Linked DNA regions of Bombyx mori: region 2 is linked to region 1. The links are chromatin contacts, called in public Hi-C maps. All regions are on one chromosome and are shown on one strand. Each heading gives the region's core, a stretch centred on a gene start, on an enhancer-like site or on the middle of the called end of the contact. The rest is flanking DNA. Distances are from core to core; before and after follow the strand shown.

Region 1 (5,385 bases), core at 1,670-4,169:
GTGAATGTATATTTTCAGTGATATTCATTTTTTAAATATAATTTATTTTTACTACATTAGAGTCTAATTTACTGTTACGTTGGAAATTTGGCAGAGAATAAAATGAGATTTTGCCTTCTCTAAGATAGGCTTTTTAAGTACCTACTTCTTAATATTTTATGTTCCCCCTTTTTTATAGTTGCATAGCGGTAAGTGTAGAATGTTATTACTGGTGGTAGGACGTCTTGTGAGTCCGCACGGGTAGGTATCACCACCCTGCCTATTTTTGCCGTGAAGTAGTAATGCGTTTTGATTATAAGGGTGGAGCAGCTGTTGTACTATACAAACTGAGACCTTAGAACTCCTATCTAAAGGTAGGTGGCGGCATTTACGCTGTAGATATCTATGGGCTTCGCTAACCACTTAACATTAGGTGGCTTGTGAGATCTTCCACACAAATAAGCAATAAAATAAAAAAGGGATATCAGATAAATGCATGAATTATAAATTTAAATACAAATTATTACACCGAGGTTGAATATTATAAATTTATTAGTAAAATTATGGTAGAACTACACCGTCCAAATAAATAAAACAAACTGAATTTTCGTAAGTAATAACTAGTGCATATTGTGAGCACGGGTAGATATGTATATACCTGCACGTTTTATACTGCGAACCAAACAACTCTTCAAGTTTCAAGGATGGGATGATTCTATACGATACATTTAATTAATACGTTTAAGAAATACATTCTTGTTTGTCTACTAGTGCAGGTAGCTTTTAATTTGGAAAAATCGATTTTTTTAATTTTTGTAAGTTTTATCATTAGAATGGAAAATAAACAATACCTTAGATGTTGTCTTAAGATCTAATTCAAACTGTTCAGGTGGCGTAATAGTGAGCTGTTGGGTCGAGGGACGTGGCTTTGATTTCCACTTCGGCACATAGTATTTGCACTGTGTCTGGGTGTTTTATATATATGTATATATTTAAATGTATATAAGTATATAAGTTAAGTATTTAAAGGTAGGCAGTGGCTTGGCTCTGCCCCTGGCATTGCTGAAGTCCATGGGCGATGGTAACCACTCACCATCCGGTGGGCTGTGTGTTCGTCTGTCTACACGGGCAATAAAATAAATATATGTGTGTATATGTCTCAGTATCTAGTTCTCATAGAACAGGAAATAGTTGTTTGAGGGTGGATGATTGTGTGTGATTTGCGATAGAAATAGGCACAGTGGTGTTATCTGGTACCTGGCTACCATGGTACCCATGTGGCTTCATAGTAGCTAAAAAAAATTTGCGGGTTTGATTTTTATCACACGATGTTATTTACATCGTGGAAGTCATTCGTGAATACGTTTTGAATACGTATTTCATTATAAAAATTCTTATATCACAAAATTACTATTGGCATATATATTGTAATGTTTATGGGCTCCGGTCACCACGATCACCAGCTAACGCCAGTGTGTCCGTGATCTTAATAATTTAAGTTGACTAGACTAGTATCAATTAATAATCGTAAGCTAGAAGCATTAAAACTGAAAATTGAGCTGAAAATAATACAAGAAATATCATAGTTGATCATACTGTTTTTCAACCGTACGACAGTAGATGAATGTCTGTGTTATGAACTTTTCGATCAGTTGGTATATCAAGCGAACGACCCTAAGTGCAGGTTGTTCCTCGTAAACTGTAACAAATGAACGATAAGGGGTTGTTGACTGTAACAATTTCTTAAAAATTGTTACTTCTATTTTGTGGGCTACGTAGAATCTAAAAGAACGCTTTCATATTTTTTGAAAGCGGTTATGCTTTATTTAGGTATAGAGCTACCTACTAAATTTTTTCAACTTATAAAAAATATTCTATTACATTCGGCACTCTACATGGAAATATCTGCTTAGATACATATTAATGAATTTTGACATTGATTTAAAAATTGTAACCTAGAGTTTGAGAACCTAAGAAATAAATATGGTGAATTATGAAGAACATTCAGTTTTTTTCTTATAGACAGCATTTTTTTTTGACATTTTCATTAAGTCTAAATTACGGGGGCACATTTACACTTACATAGGCTGCTCACTTGTCCTGGTGAAACTGGAAAGGCCTCGAGGCCACCGGTAGGTAATATTTTAATCATAAAAATAAACTTTCATAGGTAGTTTTTTTATCGACTTAGAGCTGTTAAAAGCTATAATTTTGAAAAGAACTAATTTGTAGAATTTTATCTAGATATGTGCATAATATTAAAATAAAGAAGATAAGAATGATAATGGATAATTTTAGAAGCCACCCACAATACGTGATATGATAGTTGAACAACCGGCGCAAAATCAGGTTTTATTATACGCCCTAATTATATGTATCATATATCTCGTATTCTTTGTAGGGAAGAACAGGTCATTAAATTCGGTCGGGTTGCTTTTATAGCCACACCTTCCGTGTCGGAGCTTGAGAGAAAAAGATGGCTGGCCGTGAGGCGGTTACTTTTCCAACGTATGTAGGCGTGGTTTGAGAAACGGCGGCCCTTAAGGCAAATGGCGCCGATTTCAACCAATGAGAACCCAATTGAGGTAAGAATGGAATTTGGGTTTTGGTTGCCTAGCAACTCAAGTGAAATTGCTATGAGAATGCCAATATCCAAATTATAACTTTTAAAGTACCTAATTTTTCATTTCGTTTTATGACTGTATTTTTTGTTCCATTAAAGACTTCCAGAAATAATCTTATTTTTCTTTCCGTTAATTCTGTGCACTTATTTATTTATGAATTTATAGTTTCTTTTTATTTAATAATATTTATTCTTACGATATTTTTGGAGAGCCTTGAAAAAAATATCACTTCGTGCTTATCTTAGAGACATCTTTACAAAAACAAATGTACTGTTTGAGAAAACCTAAAAATAAATTGGGAAGCCAGGAATGTAAAATTGTTTTCTCCTGTTTGTGAAATAGTTCTCAATATACTCAATAGATGTCACTAAAACCTCAGCTCAAGATCGAACCTCTTTGTTGTCAGAACAGGCTAATAGATGGCGCTGTCCTAAAATAAATATTTTACGTAAGTGTAATTTTAAAAATTGCCAATAAACTAAGTTTAATCGAAAGTACTAATGACGTTTTTCATGGTTTAAATGGTAATCATGGTAAAATGGTCATGGCTTAAATGGTAATGCTTAAATTGTCAAAAATAATTATAATCATCATGGCCACAGTCAGACAGCATATCGAATGTTCATTCGTAATCTAATTAAAAATTTTAGATTAATGTTTCTATGCTCGTAAGCTAGCGTCACCTTCCTCCAATCATCGCAAATGGTGTACCCGATTGACTTTAAGCTTGGTACAGTCGTTATTATACTTTCGGGAAGCTTCTTGTTATTCGACATAGTACCATCACCGTAGGATAGGTGGCGCGTGAATGGGTTTCACAAAATTAAGTGGTTCTACCTCTTTTATAAATCGAATGATATTCACGCCGGTGCATAGTCCGATGTTATTATAGTTTTAAATAAAAGCTGTATCAAACAGTTTTATTAATTGTCATTACTATAATTTAGGCTCTCTTCAAGCGAATTTCATACTGAAACTCATGAAGGTAATTAATTCACAAGAGACTGATTTTGTCAGTTTATCTTCTTTGCTCTAATCTATTTTAGTAAAACAGGCGAATACATTGTAAAATTTGTATGAGATACTTTTTCTAGTTTAAGCAAATGTGAGCGAATTATTCTTTATCTTAATTATTACAATTGCATTTTTAAGTGGGTAAAACGTTTACGATCTCAATAATAAAATAACAGCTTACACTGGACTAATGTTTATTAAATTGCAAAATTTATTAATAAAACATTTTAAGAGTGAATTTTATACCGAGAACATAATTGTTTACATGCATATTAAACTAATATTAAACTACATACATAGCCTTACCATAAAAAATGTTACAAGGAAAAATCTTTTTTTTTACTTTAGAGGAAACATTTATTATTTCAGTAAAGGTTAATTTATTGGTGTAAATTAGAATTTCGTACATATTTAACAGGCATTTTTTGGCGGGAACGTGAGGAGTGAAGTTGTGTGATTTGTTTTATTTTGTCTATTTCGTCTTTCTTCAGGTTTAAATGTGTAATAACGGTGGTTTATTAACTGTTTAATATCTGTAAAAATACACAAATGTGGGAAAATGAAACAAAGTCGCTGGACGTAGCTTCTTGGGATCCTCCAAAAAGCCCACTGAAAAAGTCTCAGTAAATAACCACCATTTTACTGAGATTATATTTCATCCCATATCATCTCATCTCATTTAATTTAATTTCATCTCAGTTGATTAATGTCTCAAATTAATAATCTTCATTTTATTTCACTCCATATTATAATTTTTCATAAAAATAAGAATATAAATAAAATTTTTAAAATAAGACTTGACCTAAAAGTGTTAGTTACCAGGTTATAAAATACCTTAAAAAACATATTTAACAAAGCTCCTTCAATACTTTTCTCACTTATTATTATTAAGCGTTGTGGTTAGCTATCGTTTAACATACATTACGTACTTTCTACGCGAATGCCAATATTATGCAATTTGTTAGGGACTCCAAATTAACCATGAGACTTAGAGCATACCATTGCATTAAAAGAGTCCTTAAATCATAGCCACGTGTATTAAGGTTGAGACAACATGACGGCCAGTCCTGATGGATCTACAAACATTTCTTTCCAGCCCGCTTCTGTGGATAGACCTTTATGACTGGTTGTTGAGATTTTCCAAAAGTACCGTTCCTGGTTACAGAACACGGTCTTAAGGCTTAACCACCGTCTCAGGCATTGTATCTTCTTAATGCTAGGCCGATGCTATTACCTATGTATTGATACCTCGAATCTGGTTCAATCAATCCTTAATAGTTCAAACGATCGTTGAAGTTAAAAATGCCGACGTTAACTCTAATTAAGAAGTTCTGTCTGTTTATATTTGTTTATTATTATAAAATTTTGTATATTATTATAAAGTATATTTTTTCTCGTCAGTATGTCTTTTTTTTTTAACAATCACGCCACGTTAACTGGTCCCGTGATAAGTTCGTAAAGAACTTGTGTTACAGGTACCAGATAACGGATATAAATGTAAGATTTGTTTATGAGGTACACTTCATGCACATCAATGTACATTGACGGTGTAATGCCTAAGGAATTTTCACTCAGTAAGCTAACGGTGTCGCAGAAAAAACATAGCCTCACCAAGCCTCACCACAAAGACCGGTCCTGCGCTGCCTACATCCAGCGGATTCCCGCGAACTTCAATAGGTCGTCGGCCCACCTTGTGGAAGGCCTACCCACGCTACGTCTTCCAGTACGCGGTCGCCACTCAAGAACTTTCTGGCCTCAACGGCCATCC
Region 2 (5,562 bases), core at 1,370-3,869, 51 kb before region 1:
AGCGATGCACCGGTGTTCGAATATCAGGCGGGTACCAATTTTTGTAATGAAATACGTACTCAACAACACTCAACGTTCACGATTGATTTCCACGGTGAAGGAATAACATCGTGTGATAAAAATGAAATCTTCAAAATAATAATTTGCGTAATTACTGGTGGTAGGACCTCTTGTGAGTCTACACGGGTGGGTACTACCACCCTGCCTATTTCTGCCGTGAAGTAGTAATGCGTTTCGGTTTGAAGGGTGAGGCAGCCATTATAACTATACTTGAGACCTTAGAACTTATATCTCAAGGTGGGTGGCGCATTTACGTTGTGGATGTCTATGGGCTCCAGTAACCACTTAACACAAGGTGGGCTGTGAGCTCGTCCACCCATCTAAGCAATAAAAAAATAAAATAGCTGAAATACTAGCTAGACCAGCTATTTGGAAGTCTAGCCACCCAAAGTATTTCTCGTACTTCTTGTGGAATTCTCCATCTATAGGTATACTCCGATTCTTATTCAAATCATGTACTTCACAATCTTTTCCAAATAATAGGTCCTGAACCAAAAAACTATTAATTTGTAAGCAATATCGAGATAATTTCGATATAGACATTTCGCTGTCGGACTTCCTTACTAGTCGCGGCGGCGAACGTGAGTACCCGTGGCCTGCAAACGGTGCTGCGCGAATGGTCGCCTCGCCCACCGCTTCGCTGTTCGCACCGCCGATCCCCGTGGCCAGGCCGTAAGGCTATCTTTACAAGTCAACCAATGGTGATTCGTAATTAGTAGAGCATTGGTTCCCTACCACAGAGAGAACCGAATAAACGACTGAGAGAACCGAAGTCCCCCCGGAGACCCAGAGGCTCCAAGCGATCCGTGAGAGCGGGACTATCGACTATCCGAATAGCCCGTTTCTATATGAAGTCAAATGGAAGTAGCTGGTATTTGGGAGCCCCGGCCCAGAAGTGAGAGCAGTACTCCACGCGAGGCCGGACCTGCGCTTTATAAAGCGCAAGTCTCTGCCCAGGCGTGAAATACCGCTTCTCTCTGTCTGCTCTGTTGCATTCCTCATGTCTGAGGGTCTTGACCATCTCTTCCTATTATCCTTCTTTGAATGATGTTTCGCCATCTTCCTCTGTTCTCGGCCGTAGACAGTGGTATCCAGGGGGTGCGGATTTGGTCAGACCAGCGTATTGGATTGTGGCCATGTGATCCTTTGCCTGCAATCTTGCCAGTTACAATCAATTTTTGAATATTTTCACAACAATGTGACCGAAGAACTCAAATATCCTCTTGAGGCATATGATAGAGAGCCTGGTTGGGTTACAACATACCTATTAGATACTTAAAATGTAAGTAGGTATAGGTATGTAAATCAACTGAAATGCATACATTTTGTAAAGTACATAATTAAATAAAAAATAATTAATTGAAGTCGTCGTGACCTAAAGGATAAGACGTCCATTGCATACGTATCTAGCGATGCACCAGTGTTCGAGTCCCGCTGGCAAGTACAAATTTTTCTAATGAAATACGTACTTAACAAATGTTCACGATTGACTTCCACGGTGAAGGAATAACATCGTGTAGTAAAAATCAAACCCGCAAAATTATAATTTGCGTAATTACTGGTCGTAAGACATCCTGTGACTCCGCCTGGGTAGATATCACCACCCTGTCTATTTCTGCCGTGAAACAGTAATGCATTTTAGTTTGAAAGGTGAGGTCCCGTCATGACCTATGCATTTTCGCTCACGCGGCCCACACTACCTTGAAACCCCTTCAAATCATTCAATCCCGTTTTTGCAGGATAGCCGTCGGAGCCCCGTGGCTCGTCACGAATGTCGACCTTCACGACGACCTGAACATAGAGTCCATCAGTAAGTACTTATAGTTTAAAATTTTAAAGATTTCTAGTGTACGTATAATGTTCCTTGGAATTCATTTTTTTATTTTTTTGCACTTGTAGGCAGATGAGCATACGGCCCACCTGATGGAGAGTGACGTCAGCAATACTAGGGGCAGAGCTAAGTCGCTGCCTACCGTTAAATACTCTCCACAAGCCTCGTTTGGAGAAGGGCAAGTCATAACGATCAGGAAACGCCTTGACCCACTTGATTAGATAATAAAAAAAGTGAATTATGAAAGAAAAAGCCATTGAGTGTATTGTGTACTTATATTATGTAGGTAGGTATATGTTAGATACGACACAAGCACTTTGAATTTACAGGTTTCAGCTCGAATAATAAATAGTTCATAAGTCCCTAAGTCCAATTATGGAACAAGTTGAGCAACCATCATACAAAAAAACCTTTTGAGAGTGAATCCTTCATTATGAAAATTAGATAATCATCTTTGATTTTTAATGTAACGGATTTATAAATTCTAATCTGTACCTAACTATTAATAATAAATTCTCATAATAAATGTGGCTTATACAAAAAAAATAATCAATTACTACTAATTCTACACATTTTTTAAACATTTCTAATAAAGAATATTGTGCATTAGGCACATTTATTTTGACCACAGGTTTTGACATCTATCCCCACGAGGTTTACGCCCTCTTCGCAATGGCGGCCGCTAATCTGCGTCCCCATTCGCTGTTAATTCAATATTTTCTTCAGTGTGAATACGCATGCGCCAATAATATTAGCAATTCATGATGGCCGGCGAAAAAAGTAATGCACCCAGGTGACAGTTTGATAAATGATTCGTTCTGATTGGATGTATAGAGTTCAAATGTAATATTTAAATATTTTTAGGACAATTTCAAAGTTAATTTCTGTTTAGATTAGGTAGGTAACAAAATTAGTTTAAAAATTTAAATTTCAAGAGTACAAAAATAATTTCTAAAAGTCGTTTTGCCGAAAACAAAAAGTTGATTGGAATATTGGAATGTAGGTAAAAAGTATCTAATGCCCGAGGAAGACTATCATAATATGTACACATTAGCATATTTTCATGATACTTCCATAACCATATAAAAATGAGTAAGTAGGTAGGCGTCCCCAATATTTTTCATTTATTACTTATCATTTTTTATTACTATTTTCCTATCTTACATTTTCTGCTATTCGCCCTGAGTCCTTCTAGAGTGACCCTGTAAGACTTGGTGACACCGTCCTGCTTATTTCTGCTAACCCTGCTGAGATTGTTTAATTTCTGAGACAAGACTATACGACTTTTGTTACTTTTTTTTCTCAGGCAGGGTGTTGAACCTCCTACGAGATATCCGCACGCGGAGTATATGAGTTACGGTCTCCTCAACATTAGAAAGGTACGCTAAAGGTAGATTTGAACTTACCATAACGATGAAAAATAGTTTTCTGCTATTGTTTTAAACAAAGTAGAAACACTGCACTTATCTTTAGGTAACGAGTCCCTACAGCTGAAGGTACATTTTCTTACAACTTTTATGAAAAACAAATACATTTAGGGAAACAAAATTAGGAAAACTTTCAATGATTGGCCATAATGGCTGTAGTATGTTAGTTATGATTTTGATTTGAAAATAAATAAATAACTTTTATGATTTAATGTCATATTTACTATTACCATTTCATATTTTTTATAATTGTAATTTCTTACTATGCCTACAACTGGAGAAAACAAAAGAAAATACTGTATTGATTTGAAGTAATTGCAATAGTTACCTATTTGAAATTAAGTGGCTGACACTAATCCAAACGTCCTAAAGGGTTTATTATAATTTCAGCACATCTAAGATTCTTTTAAATCTAACTAATAATAATAATCAAAACAATATTCGCATTCGTGTTCGCGAGTGTTCGACTTGTACCGAAATCGAAACGTGACTGAAGGCCTCATTTAAATTTGATCATAGTTTAGTTTGCACCTAATCACGACACTATTGTACAGAGCATAATAGTCTATGATGCCTGATTGTATAGAGTTGTAAACATAACCAGGGCCGAACTTCATTTTTATTAAAGCTCAGTAAATACTTTGCTGTGACTGACATAACTTTTATGAAAGTAGTACTCGAGCGCCACTTTTCTGGATTCTCCTCTAGAGTGCAAAAAACTGTAGTCAGTTTCACTTCACCACAATCAAGTGCATAGCTTAGGAATGGATGGAGGACAAGCCCCGTCCTTGCGGATTCATCAGATCCAATAGCCCTTGCATTAGACGCCTTCAGCTTTAACACTAGGAGCTGGCATAGGGACCCCGGTAATCCTACTCATCGAACTCGATAAACAGTTCGACGTGCAACCTAACCCATGCATCAGCTCGCTGAGTTTCTCGCCGGATCTTTTTAGCGGGTCGCAATTCCGATCCGGTAGTAGATTAATTCGCGAAGCAGCTACTCTTGAGTTGTTAGGTCTCCTTTGGAGGCGCTCGGGCAGCTGTTAACAAATTGCACCCCTCCTGACTGAGCCTTTACTCGCCCACCTGTCCTGGTGAAACTGGAAAGTCCTCCTGGCCACCAGTAATCCGTCAATCATAAAAAAAACAGAATATTCTTAATAGTTGCATGAATTTACGTAAATTTTACCTTCGGTAAATTAAATGCAAATCCTAAATTCGGACCATACCAATGTAACCCTTTGAGTTATTCTTTGTTTGTTAACAACGAATAACTGTACGACCCAAATAAAATAGTACAATACTCTCGTTGCTTTTATTAGTGACACTTTTTTACACGAATTTATGTAGGTAAGTTTTTATTTATTTGTTTACGTTGGCTAACGACCAAGGCGGTTACCGAAGTATTAAGAAGTTAAAAGTTTAAAACAAAATAGGGGGCGATGTAATTTAGATCCTGGCCTCCGTCCCGGCAAAGCGATAGTGATAGGACAACTCAAAGGGCCATGGAAAAAATGAAGCCAAAGAAAAGCTTAACTGCCATGTCCTACTGAACTCCTTACGGATTTATTTAGGTGATGGAGCTTACGTGATGAGTTGTTACGTACATAGTGAGGTCACTAACTACATGACCAAGATGGTGATCAGACGTCGTAACATAACATGAGGAACTGTTTGAGATGATCCCATCATCTCATTTTTACCATCGCACCGCCGCCACCGGAGCAGAGTTCGTCCATAGCTCCTAAAATCACTGCGTTCATCGACTGTATGTCTTCAGTGATTTTTATGCCACATACCTACCTACCATTCGGCTTTGGAATGAGCTCCCCTCTACGGTATTTCCCGATGACATGCCGTTCTTCAAATTACAGAGAGTAGGCAGAGGCTTGGTTATACCCCTGGCATTCCTGACGTCCATGGGTGACGGTAATCACTCATAATCAGGTGGGCCGTATGCTCATCTAAAAGCGCAATAAAAAAAAAACTACATAGATTTAAATTGTTTTAATGTTTTGAAACTTTTCAAAAGATTTAGCGACAGATTCTAACAATAGATGGCGCTAATATTAAAATGTTGACTTTTATAAATGCTTTCGTTTGATTGTTCTGACTAAATGATTTCATTTCATATCAAGCCGAGCATACATATATGCACTATTGTGACTTACTTAGAGAAAGATGGTTTACATTAATATCAGATTCAACAAGGAATTCTGTTTATCCCATATAAATCCACTGT

The links. A called contact is a pair of places that touch in the nucleus more often than the background predicts.
Region 2: a contact with region 1 is called in a Hi-C map of whole pupa, with 1.9 times the contacts expected there. The contact joins two enhancer-like sites. A contact is called at or near these places in 3 of 7 Hi-C or Micro-C datasets (middle silk gland, posterior silk gland and whole pupa).

Annotation. Positions count from the first base shown.
Region 1 is chr6:6,675,020-6,680,404 of ASM3026992v2, reverse strand. It overlaps a transcript of Abd-b not described here. Among protein-coding and RNA genes, the nearest start is that of LOC101741543, 12 kb to the right of the region's middle. Within about 2 kb of position 2,919, at least 8 of the 8 cell types and tissues checked have open chromatin away from gene starts, as enhancers often do.
Region 2 is chr6:6,725,923-6,731,484 of ASM3026992v2, reverse strand. No RefSeq gene overlaps it. Among protein-coding and RNA genes, the nearest start is that of LOC134199001, 3.6 kb to the right of the region's middle. Within about 2 kb of position 2,619, at least 5 of the 8 cell types and tissues checked have open chromatin away from gene starts, as enhancers often do.